Regions from separate parts of the Sus scrofa genome. Here region 2 is linked to region 1. A link is a contact called in public HiChIP or PLAC-seq data. All regions are on one chromosome and are shown on one strand. Each heading gives the region's core, a stretch centred on a gene start, on an enhancer-like site or on the middle of the called end of the contact. The rest is flanking DNA. Distances are from core to core; before and after follow the strand shown. Region 1 overlaps TMEM123 (porimin). Region 2 overlaps MMP20 (matrix metallopeptidase 20).

Region 1 (6,313 bases), core at 2,927-5,426:
TGAGCCACATCACAGCAACAACCCTAGGTGCTGCAGTGACAGTCCAGGATCCTTAGCCCACTGTGCCACAAAGGAACTGCTTATTTTAAGTATTTTTGTATCTAAATTCTTCAGAAATATTGGCCTGTAGTTTTCTTTTCTGGGAGTGTAATGTTTTTGCTTTGGTATTAGGGTAATACTATTCTCATAAAATGAGTTTGGGAATGTTCCCTCCTCTTTGGCTTTTTGGAAGAGTTTGAAAAGGATTAGCATTAATTCTTTAAATGTTTATAAAATTCACCAGTGAAGCCCCCTGGTCCTGGTCTTTTCCATGTTGAGAGAATTTCAATTACTGATTCATTCAGATTTACTATTTCTTTTGGATTTGGTCTTGAAAGGCTGTATGTTTTTAAGAATTTTTCTTTTTCTTGTAGTTTGTTCAATTTTTTGGTATATAATTGTTCATAGCAACCTGATATGATTATTTGTATTTCTGTATAAGTTGTAATATCTCCTTTTTTCATGTATACTATTGTTGGTTTGGGTTTTCTTTTTCCCTTCGTTAGTCTAGCTAAAGTTTTGTCAAATTTGTTTGTCTTTTGAAAGAACCAACTTTTGGGTTTTAAAATTTTTTCTATTGTTTTCCTATTGTTTCTGTTGTTTCTCTATTTGTTTATACTCTAATATTTATTATTTCCTTCCTTTTGCTAGCTTTGGGTTTGGTTTATTCTTCTTTTACTAATTCCTTAAGGTGTAGTGTTACATTGCTCATTTGAGTTCATTCAATGTTGTGCTACTTTCTTCTGTACAGGAGTTCTTGTTTCTTAATGTAGGCATTTGCTGCTCGTTTTTGTTTTATCTCATAAGTTTTGGAATATTGTTTTCCATTTTCATTGTCTCAAAATATTTTTCATTTCCCCTTTAACTTCTCTTTCATCCATTGGCTGTCCAGGAGAGTATAGTTTAATTTCCATGTATTGGGTGAATTTTCCAGTTTTACTCCTGTTACTGATTTCTAGTTTCATGGCATTGTAGTCAGAGAAGATAGTTGGTATAATTTCAGTCTTCTTGAATTTGCTAAGACTTGTTTTGTGGCCTAACATATGGTCTGTCTTAGAAAATGTTCCATATGTGTTAGAGAATTTGCTTTCTGCCATTGTTGGATTGAATATTTTGTACATTCTCTTAGGTCCATTGGTATATAGTACTATTCAAACATGTTGTTTCCTTGTTGATTCTGTCTAGATGAAGTATCCAGTATTTGAGAGAGGTATTAAAGTCCCAACTGCAATTATGTTATTGTGTATTTCTTATTTTGGCTCTGTAGTTTTTGCTGCTATATTTGAGTGCTGTGATATTTGGTGTGTAAATATATACAATGTTACATCATCTTGCTGGATTTATCTTTTTATCATTAATAAACTTTTTACCATTTTTAATTTTAAAGTCTTTTGTTTGAAGTATCTATCCCTTCTTTCTTTGGTATATTATTTGCTTAAAATTTTTCCTTTCCTTTCACTCTCAATCTATGTCTGTTTTTAAGATTGAAATGAGTCTTTCTTAGGCAGCATATCATGGACCTTGCTTTTTTTAATTTTATTTTTTAATTTTTTAAGTAGGCACACCTGCAACATACGGAAGTTCCCAGGCCAGGGATTGAATCCGAGCCACAGCTGCAACCTACATTAAAGCTGCGGCAATGCCATATCCTTTAACCCACTATGCCAGGCCAGGGATCAGACCTGCACCGCAGCAGCAACCCTAGCCACTGGAGTCAGATTTTTAACCTGCTGTGCCACAGCAGGAACTCTGTGGATCTTTTTTTAAAAAATTCATTCAGCTAGTCTGTGTCTTTTGAATGAAGAATTTAATATATTTATGTTTGCAGTAATTATTTATGGGTAAGGATTTAACTTTTGCCCTTTTTTTTTTTTAATGGCCACACTGGTGGCATATGGAAGTTCTCAGGCCAGGGACTGAATCCGAGCTGCAGCTGTGAGCTGCGCTGCAGCTGTGGCAACATCTGAGCCGAGTTTGCTACCTACACCACAGTTCATGGCAATGCCAGATCCTTAATCCACTGAGTGAGGCCAGGGATTGAACTCACAACCTCTTGGTTCCTAGCTGGATTCGTTTCTGCTGTGCCATGACGAGAACTTCTATCTTTGACTTTTGACATAGTTTAGTTGTAGTGTGTCTCAATGTAGCCCTATTTGGGTTCAACTATTTGGGCTCCTTGGTCCTTATGGATCTGGGTGTCCATTTCTCTCCCCTAGTTTGGGATGTTTTCAGCCATTATTGCTTTAAATATACTTTCTGTCCCATTCTCATCTTCTGGAATTCCCATAATCCAGATATTATTTGTTTTGACTATTTCCCATAAGGTCTCTAGTGTTTCTTCACTCTTTTTCATTCTTTTTTCTGTTTGCTGTCCTCTGACTGAATAATTTCATATATTCTGTCTTCTAGGTCACTGATTCTTCTACGTGGTTAAGTCTGCTTTTGAAATTATCTTTTGAATTCTTCAGTGTAGTCATTGTATTTTTCTGCTCTGGAATTTGTGGAATTTTTTTAATGGTCCCTACTTCTTTATTGAACTTACTTTGTTCATACATTGTTTTCCTAATTTCATTTAGTGGTCTGTATGTTTCTGTAGTTCACTGAACTTCAAGAAGATTATTCTGAATTCTTTAACAATTCATAGATCTCCTTCCTTTAAGTTCAGTTGTTGGAGCTTTATTGGTTTCCCTTGGTTGTGTCATATTCAACAAATTTTTTGTGATCCTTCATTCCTCATGTTGGTATCTGCACATTTGAGTAGTGGTCTCCTCTTCTGTTCTTTATAGGTATACTTTGGCAGAGACAGTTCTTAACCAGTCGCCTTGGTTTGGGTTTATGCCCCTGTCTACTGATAACATCCTTGGGCAGGTGGGCCTCGCTGTCAGGGTCTCTTTTGGGTGAGACCACTGCCCAAACTTTGCAGCTGAGAGTTGAGGGCAGTACCATTGAGTGAGAGCAGGTCGATAAGGATGCTGATTCTGTTCACTGCTCTACAGTTGCTTGGATTCTCTGATCAGGCTGAGTAGACAGTCAAGACTGGGTACTCCACTCAGTGGTAGATGGGGCTATGAATTAGCTTCTCTCCCTTGGTGTGGTAGCAAAGTGGGCATCAGAGCCTGCACAGCTTTTTGGGGGGAAACCTTAATTTGCAAGACTTGAAACTGAATTCTTTGGCCAGATATGGCCGCTGGCTGTGCTCTTTATTCAGGTATCAGTGTAAGCAAGGCTGTTGGATGGGCCATGCAGCTTCTCATATGCTCTGATTAGGTGTTTGCTAGGATGAGCTGAAGGCTGTATTCAGCAGTAGGCAGGGCTACAAATTAGTTTTCCTGCTCAGGCATAGTGGGAGGACCAGGTCCCAGGCTGGTAAGATTCTTTGTAGCTTTGCTCTGCAGACGACCAACTCTGCCTCCTGGGCTCTCTGCTCCAGTATTGCTGTGCTATGCAGTTTCCAGGTGTTCTTGCCAGAAGCTCCTGGGTACGGTGGGAACGTCAGTCCTCAGCAGGTGGGACTATGACTCAGCTCCCTTGCCTGATCAGGATGGGAGGGCCAGCCAGTTCCAAGCACCTGCAGATTTTTCCTATCAGGCTTTCTGGTCAGGAGGGGCCAGGAGGTACACTCAACTGTGAACTGGGGTGGGATTCAGCATCCCTGCCTGGGAGCAGACAGACTAGGCTCCAGGCCTGGCAAATCTCTTCACTTGAGGCAAGCAGACCTGCACTCCACAGAGTTCCCTAGTGAGGCGGCACTGAGTTGGTTCTGCAGATGAATATTACCACTTGGTAATGGGATTACCACTTGGGTACTCCCGCAGGGAGTTGGTCTCCCGAGATCCTACTGCTACTTTTTGCGAGCCCCTTCCCCCTTTTTCATCACTCAGATGCCTAGTGGTTGGTCCCCACAGATTGTGCTGCAGTCCCAGGTGACGAGACTGAAACCACCGATAAAATGTGATGTCTACTCTGGGCTTTCTTACCCCTGAAGAAACCTAGGCACAGGGGAACCTCCAGGCGTGGTGCTGTGCCAGCCAAGGGAGAGGGAGGTACCCTTCCAATGTGGTTGGTCTTGGTCTCTGCGGTGGAGGGGAGGTACTTCAGCCTCACCCTCATCTGGGATTCTTAGTGGTGTCTTGTCAGTGAGTCAGTGAGTAGTCATCATTAGTTCTTCTCAAGAGGAAAGCAAAGTCGGGAACATTCTGTGTTGCCCGTCTAGGTGATGTCACTCTCAGTAGCTTCTTGGTATATGCAAATATGGAGTCAGTGCTTATTTGAATTGTTTTTCAACATGTACTACTTAAGAAATTTTAGGAAAAGGAAGAATACAAATACTTTTAAGTAAAGGGAGGGGTGAATTTAATTGATTCTCATCTTTTTGTAGATGAGAAGCTGTCTTTTTATTAGTAAATGATTAATGTATGGTTCCCAAGTCCCAGGAACACTGCTAGACTTGGGATACAGCAGTGAAACAAGAGAATCCTTGCCCTTTTCAAGGTCATGAGAAACACATGAACAAGAGTTGGCCAGTACCATGTGATGGGTATTCTCAAGACCGAGTGAGAAAACAAGAACAAGTCACCAGCTCTGCCAGAGGCATAGGAGTTTGCCAGAACAGAACATTCTAAATCAAGGCAACAGAAGCTCTGAGGGCAGAGGTTAAAAAAAATAAAGATCCCTATGGAATCTCCTCCCAAAGCAAAAGCACAATTACCCATCCCCTGCTATCTAAATAGATTGTGTAAACTTAGTCTAGGTCCTGAGTCCACCCAAGGTCATAAAGGTGAATCCAAGGGACTTCTGGGATTTATTATGGAGAGACCACAGGATTTAGAAAAAGATGTCAGCAGGGAAGTTCATTTGTCTTTCCCTTAGTTGTATGATTTTTTTCCCCCTTTTTTTGTCTTTTTGCCTTTTCTAGGGCCACTTCCTGTGGCATGTGGAGGTTCCCAGGCTAGGGGTCGAATCGGAGCTGTAGCCACCGGCCTATACCAGAGCCACAGCAATGCGGGATCCGAGCCGTGTCTGCAACCTACACCACAGCTCATGGCAACGCCAGATCCTTAACCCACTGAGCAAGGCCAGGTATTGAACCCGCAACCTCGTGGTTCCCAGTTGGATTAGCTAACCACTGCACCATGACGGGAACTCCGATTTTTTTCTTATTTAATGTATTTGTGCTGGGAATTAATGATAATGCTTAATTATATGTGAAAATTATAAACTAAGAAATACTATACAATTCCTCAGTGAATGCCCACTGAGGCGTTCTTCTTACTTACTAGAGAAGAGAAAGTGTTCAGTTTATTTTTTTTTTCAATTGCGTATATTTAGTTCTAGTCACTAAATTTTCTTACAAGAGTTCGTTGTAATTCAATTTTCCCATGATTGTATTATTTTTATTCAGAGAGCTTCTGTTTCACAGTAGCGCTTTTTTTTTTCCTTTTTTTTTTCTTTTTCTTTGTTGTTGGTTTGTTTTTTGTTTTGTTTTGTTTTTGCCTTTTAGGGCCACACCTGTGGCATATGGAAGTTCCCAGGCCAGGCCTTAAATTGGAGTTGTAACTGCCGGCCTATACCACAGCCACGCAGTATCCAAGCTGTGTCTGTGACCTACACCACAGCTCGTGGCAACACCAGATCCCCGACCCACTGAGCGAGGCCAGGAATTGAACCTGCATCCTTGTGGATTCTATTCAGATCCTTTTCTGCTCTGCCACAATGGGAATTCCCACAAAGTAGCTTTGAGATTCAGCAATCTATAGTGACTCTGACACACCAAGGAAAATACATGCTTACTATGGCATAATTTTATTGACGAGACTTGACACCATATCTACAACTTATATGTTGCAGTCTCGGCAGAGAAGTTAATCTCTTTTTGGTAGGTTGGACTGAGAATAATTCTTTTTATAACTACGCTCTTGATTACGCAGACCCAGAAAAAACTTTTTAGACTGAGTGCTTTAGATGATGCTAAGTCCCTATAAAGTCAGTTCGTCTAGCTGCGTCTGAAATCCATACTGGTTTACCAGCGAAAGCTGCTATGTATAAGATGTAAAGCTTCTGCTTGGTAGAATGCTATGATTGTAACAGTTTACTTTAGAATCAAAACTTAACAGTCGAGTGGGCTTGTAAGTATAGTGACATTGCAGCATACAGATACAGGCATTCATGTATTCATGTCTTAGTTTTAGAAAATGTTTTCTCAAAGAAATAGTCAAAGGTTCATAGAGGAGTGTCAAAGACTGTTTCAAAGGGAAAAATCTTAATTTTAGAAGCT
Region 2 (5,603 bases), core at 367-2,866, 130 kb before region 1:
TGCTGAACTCACACAAGTCATGCTGATTCATACAAGTCACAGTCTTTTTCACAAAGGGTAACTTAGATCACAAAGAGATGTCTTAACCAATCCTTAGAGTTATCACTGTATGATATTTGTGGATTCAGAAAAAGAAATCTAATCTACTTTTCAGTTAGTCGTATAATCTTTCTAGGAAACAAAAGCAATTTAATTTAATTAAAAAGATTTAAAAGGCAGAGTTTCAGTTATTCTAGATTTTCTTGCTTCTTGTTTTTAATCTACTGACTATTCACACATTTGCATTGTTTGTTCAATCCCTCCTCTGAAGGTACATAGCAGGAAGCTCATTAATAAAAGCCTCTATAAAGGGCTTTCAACTGTTTGGTGAGCCGAGAAAATCATACATGGAGAGAGAAATTAAAACAGTAAATAAATCATTAAAAATATAGGTAATTTAATTACCTATATGTAATTAAAATATAGGTAATTTAAAATATAGGTAATATAATTTTTAATTACAGAAATATGACCCTATAATATTTAACTCATTCTAAACAATGTACCTGGTGGTTTTTTAAGAGAATATTTAGAGCAATGACTCCCAACCTAGCAGTCCCAGAACCTCTGGAACCTGGGAGAGTTATGTCAGAATATGTGTGTGTTTGTGTGTGAGAGAGAGACAAAGATAGACAGGAAAACAGATTTAAAATAAATCAAAATAAATCAGGAGCTCCCACTGTGGCTCAGTAGGGTAAGAACCTAACACGGTGTCCATGAGGATGAGGGTTGGATCCCCGCCTCGCTCAATGGGTTAAGGATCCAGTGTTGCCACAAGCTATGGCATAGGTCACAGATACAACTCAGATCCGGTATTGCTGTTGCTGTGGCTGTGGTGTAGGCCAGCAGCTGCAGGTCCAATTCAACCCTTAGCCCAGGAATTTCCATATGCTGCAGGTGTGGATGTAAAAAGAAAAAAAATTTAAAAATAGAGTAAATCAAAAGTCAGCCCTGGCTAAATATACCTGAATAGCACATTGTCCTCTACAAGCAATAAAAATCTCTTATTAATATTATTTGAAATAATACTTCTTCCAGCTATGATGAACGAAAAAGGAAAATGGATAAAGACTATCCAAAGAATACTGAAGAAGAATTTTCAGGAGTTAATGGCCAAATAGATGCTGCCGTGGAATTAAACGGTGAGTGTTTCTACTGAAAAGTTTCTTTGTTGAAATTGTAACAAGAAATCTGGGGTCTGCTTTAACATCACAGAAAACAGGTTCCCAAACAGGAATCCTTGGATTTTTGTTGTTGTTGTTTTGATTTGGTTTGGTTTTTGGCTCTGAGTCCCTTCTAAATTTAGCTAGCCAGATTAACCACCAGAAAGAGTATAAAGGGTATCATTATGGTTCTCTCTTTCCAGTCTATTAGTACCTTCTAGGTACCTTTTCCCACTCCATCACCCAACTTCTGAAATTTAACACATAGCTGGGAAAGTTAAATTGAATTGAACTGGGTTAAGTAAATTTAACTGAATCTTTTGAATCAGTCAGTCAGCATATTCTTCTTGAGTATGTGGCACAGAACTGGCCACTGTTCGGCAATGCAAAGACTGTTCCGGATATGGTCTCTGCTCTTGTGAAATGGTTACCATCTTCGGGAAATGCCTCTCCATCCAACACATATGAAATTACTGGGAAACATGACAGTCTATATAACTTAGTATTGAATTGTGTGATAGTCTTGACAATAATTCCAAGAAAAAGAAAAGATCAAAACAGGCATCAGTTGATGCAGATTTCACCGTGGAACCTCAGATGGTATTTTAAAAATGGCTAGAGGTTGACTAGGAAAAGGGAAAGGATTTCCTGGAGGGAAACACCCTGAGCAGAAGGACCAAGCATCCCCAGCAGGGGCAGTGAGAAAGATGAGAAATGATTGACATGTGAGGGGTGTCAGGTTCCAGGGCTCAGAGAGAGATATGCAGAGGGTTAGCTAACTGTCACCTGACTCATTCCCAATTCCCCTCTGAAGTCATTGTCAGTAACCACAACTTCGACTTTGTCTCTTTTAGGCTACATTTACTTCTTTTCAGGACCCAAAGCATACAAGTATGACACAGAAAAGGAAGATGTGGTTAGTGTGTTGAAATCTAATTCCTGGATTGGTTGCTAAATAGAAAAGTCTAGTCTTTCCAGAGAAATGAAGATGACTGCAAACAGCTGGTAATGGGATCTTAAGGACTAAAGCAGAACGCAGGTTAGGGATTCTTCCCCTGACCTTCAATTCTAAGGGTAATTTAGAATTCGAGGAAAATAATTATGCTTCTAAACTATTTCATACTTGTGGATTCAGAACTTTAATCCAAATGTAAAATTCCTGTATGGTCAACTGTACACAACATCAGAATTAGCACAATGCAATCTTCAGTTAGACAACCATTTTTTTTTCTTACCTAATATACTGAGGCAAATTGATAAGTTTGGTTTTTATTTCCAGGAAGAAACCCACTTGTGGATTCCCTGACATGTATTATAAATTTTTTAATAGGAAATGGCATTAGTATACAAATTATAATTATTTGTTATTTGTATTAGCTTTTTCAGCTTAACATTTGTTATGATAAATATACATGTACCCCTCTTTAAACATATCACAAACAACATACTGTATGTTTTGTTTCTCATTGTTTGTTTGTTTTTCTGACTCTATGTGTTCACACTGGTCTTTGAAGTAGGTTATAGTGGGCAAATCTACTCAAATGGGTTTTCATACTAGGTAAGAGAAGGGCACTTTACAACAGGACAGCTTTTAACAAGCGCCAATCAAAATGTTGTATAAGAACAGTTCCTCATTTCTCTTTAGTTAGTAGCTTCTATCACACTTTGGCAACAAATTTTGTGTACCTATAGAAAACTTAAATATTGAGATAGTATCGTAAATATGCAGACCCAGAAGAGATCATAGTAATTTGCTCTATTTCCTGCTTCCTGAAACTGAAATACCTGCCACATGACTCTATTTAACCCATCTAAGTGCATCTCTTCTGAATAGCTTTCCATTCAGTTTGTCTTTTGTTTCAGTTTTTCTTTCTTCAAGCTAAACCCTTTCTTTCTACCGAGCCATTAGTACAGATGAAGTACAGTTGTCTGTAATTCTTTTTTTTTTAATCTTACCCTCTAGAATGTAAGGATTATAGAACATTTTAGTAGTTCTAAAATTAGATGACTAAATACATTTAACATACTTCAGAGACTACCTGGAACATCTATAATGTCCAACAGATATTAGCTATAATTATTGCCATCATTTACTAAATTATTTCATGCATTCACTAAAAAGACTTAGTATTAAGAAGGGCTGGATCAGTTACTCCAGGTTACTCTAATCTTTCCGCTTGGTTTCTGTTATGAAAGTGGCTATTTACAGCCAACCAGAGGTTGAATCTTTGACTGCTGAAGACAAAATCTGGTATCCCTACTTTCCAATGGCAACTGACTCTACAGAGTAAGAAAAATCACTTTTTCAAAAACAGAGCTGAGGAGAACTTCTGATTATTCATAAGCAAGGAGGGAAAACAGTCTGGCATCTCCTAAAAAAGCTAAACACAGAGTTACCATGAAATGGTACTCTAGGTACATACCTGTGAGAAATGGAAATACATGTCCACACAAAAAAAAGTGCACACAAATGTTCACAGCAGCATTATTCATGATTGCCAAAAAGTATACACAGGTCTATCAAATGGTGAATGGATTTTTAAAAATCTGGTAAATTCATATGTGGGTATATTGTTTGGCAATTTAAAAAAGGACTAATACATGCCACAATACTGTTGAAGCTTCAAAACATTATGCTCAGTGAAAAAAGCCAAACACAATAGACCGCATATTGTATGGTTCCATTTATATAAAATGTTCAAATCCAGAGATACTGAGAGCTGATTACTGCTTGTCAGGAGCTGCAACAAGGGGGAGTGAATGTATGGTATGAGAAAGGTGAATGGTGGCACAAATCTGTGAATATACTGAAAGCCATTAAATTGTACACTTTAAACAGAATTGTACGATATCTGAATTATATCTCAATAAACCTGTTATATTTTTTAAAATAATAAGCAAGGAGATCCAGGAGGTGTGTTGATCTGTGCAGGCAATGCAATCTGGCCAACTGTGGCAGGGACCACGCAGCAATGACGCACCTGGTGCCCTCTTTGTGTCCAGTGCTAGCTCAGGGGCAAGTCTGTTGTAGACACTTCCCTAAATAAATGTTACTGGATGCAAAAAAGCATGTGCTCCGAGACCCAACTGACTGGCAGAACCCTAGACATCCCTGAGACAGCTGAGCTACATACAAGTACCACAAGGATTGATAACCAATGACCTGAAAGTTCTTTTCCAAATTCCAAACTAAATCAGTAATCAAAGGATATACTGACTCTGGGTAACCTCCATTTCCCAAAACTAATTCTTACAAATCCTCGTTCCTTTGTTGAGTGAGACAACTGGCTCCCAGATATAGCTGGTATTTTGGAAAGATGTGGTCTTTCTAAAGCACAAGAAATAGTGATTTTGTTTGTGTCAGAACATTAATATGCTCACCTGAAAATTGAATTTTGTGCAGAAATAATTTATAACATATACGCATGTGTTTTCAAAATAACTGCAAAAATATTTGGTTAAAATGACAGTTTTGAACAAAGTATGGTTTAACTGGCTCTTTTAAGATCAAGAGGAAGCAAAACAGGGTTTGCTTTCTGATGACCTCCGTGTGTCTCGTCCTCTTAACCTCGGTGATAACTATTTATGGGTGGCCTTGGAAAGCCCCAGAAAGGCTACTAAAAGACAAATGGATTCACCTGGGTGGGGAGCTTCCCTGACAGTTCTGCATTCAATTTTCTGTGGCTGGAACAAGGCTCTCTTCTGGTTAGCATGGGGTGAAACGGCAGACCCAGCTTTGTGAGGTTCTCTGTTCTTTTTCAAATGTTTGTATGGAAAGAGTTTAGACTTCCATTTCACACAGTAGATGACAAACAAACACTGTCGTTTTTTTACTTGGAATTCTGTGCAATATGTTTTAAAATTTATCACAGGGTCTTCAGGTGCTTTCATTCATATTTTATCCAGGTGTTTCCTCTTTACTCCTGCTTCCAGTCATTTTCTTCTCTATACAATGAGAGGGGAGGTTTTTGTGGATAAGACTTAATGCTTAATTCATTTATTAAGCATTTACTTTATGTTGGCACCAGCTTAGGCTCAGCTGCTTTCCAGTGCAAATTTCTGCCCTCACGGAGTTTACATTCTAATGGGAGAGCATTCAATACTCAGATGAATTAAGTAGATCTAAATACAATGAAAGACATTACAAATGATTTGAAAAATAAAAATAAAGAGAGAAGGGGATAAAGGCTTGTGAAGTCCCATTTTATAAAACATGGGTGAGGAATCACACTGGTCAGAATGGCCATCATTAATAAGTCTACAAATAAAAAGTGCTGGAGAGGGTGTAGAGAAAAAAGAACCCTCCTACACTGCTGGTGGGAATGTAAATTGGTATATCCACTATGGAAAACAGTATGGCAGTACCTCAGGAAACTAAATATAGAATGGCCATATGATCCA

Evidence for each region. HiChIP or PLAC-seq counts read pairs in DNA pulled down with a chosen protein or histone mark.
Region 2: an H3K27ac HiChIP or PLAC-seq map of alveolar macrophages shows a contact between it and region 1. The contact joins two enhancer-like sites.

The regions. Positions count from the first base shown.
Region 1 is chr9:33,127,949-33,134,261 of Sscrofa11.1, reverse strand. The region is part of intron 2 of TMEM123 (porimin); the gene reads left to right. Among named protein-coding and RNA genes, the nearest start is that of TMEM123, 29 kb to the left of the region's middle. Within about 2 kb of position 4,176, at least 3 of the 83 cell types and tissues checked have an H3K27ac peak or open chromatin away from gene starts, as enhancers often do. A contact at or near this core is called in alveolar macrophages, where this site is marked.
Region 2 is chr9:33,259,929-33,265,531 of Sscrofa11.1, reverse strand. MMP20 (matrix metallopeptidase 20) reads left to right here. Exons shown (of 10, transcript NM_213905.1): 9 at 1,078-1,181; 10 at 2,057-4,084. The coding sequence ends at 2,157. Among named protein-coding and RNA genes, the nearest start is that of MMP7, 38 kb to the right of the region's middle. Within about 2 kb of position 1,616, at least 4 of the 83 cell types and tissues checked have an H3K27ac peak or open chromatin away from gene starts, as enhancers often do. A contact at or near this core is called in alveolar macrophages, where this site is marked.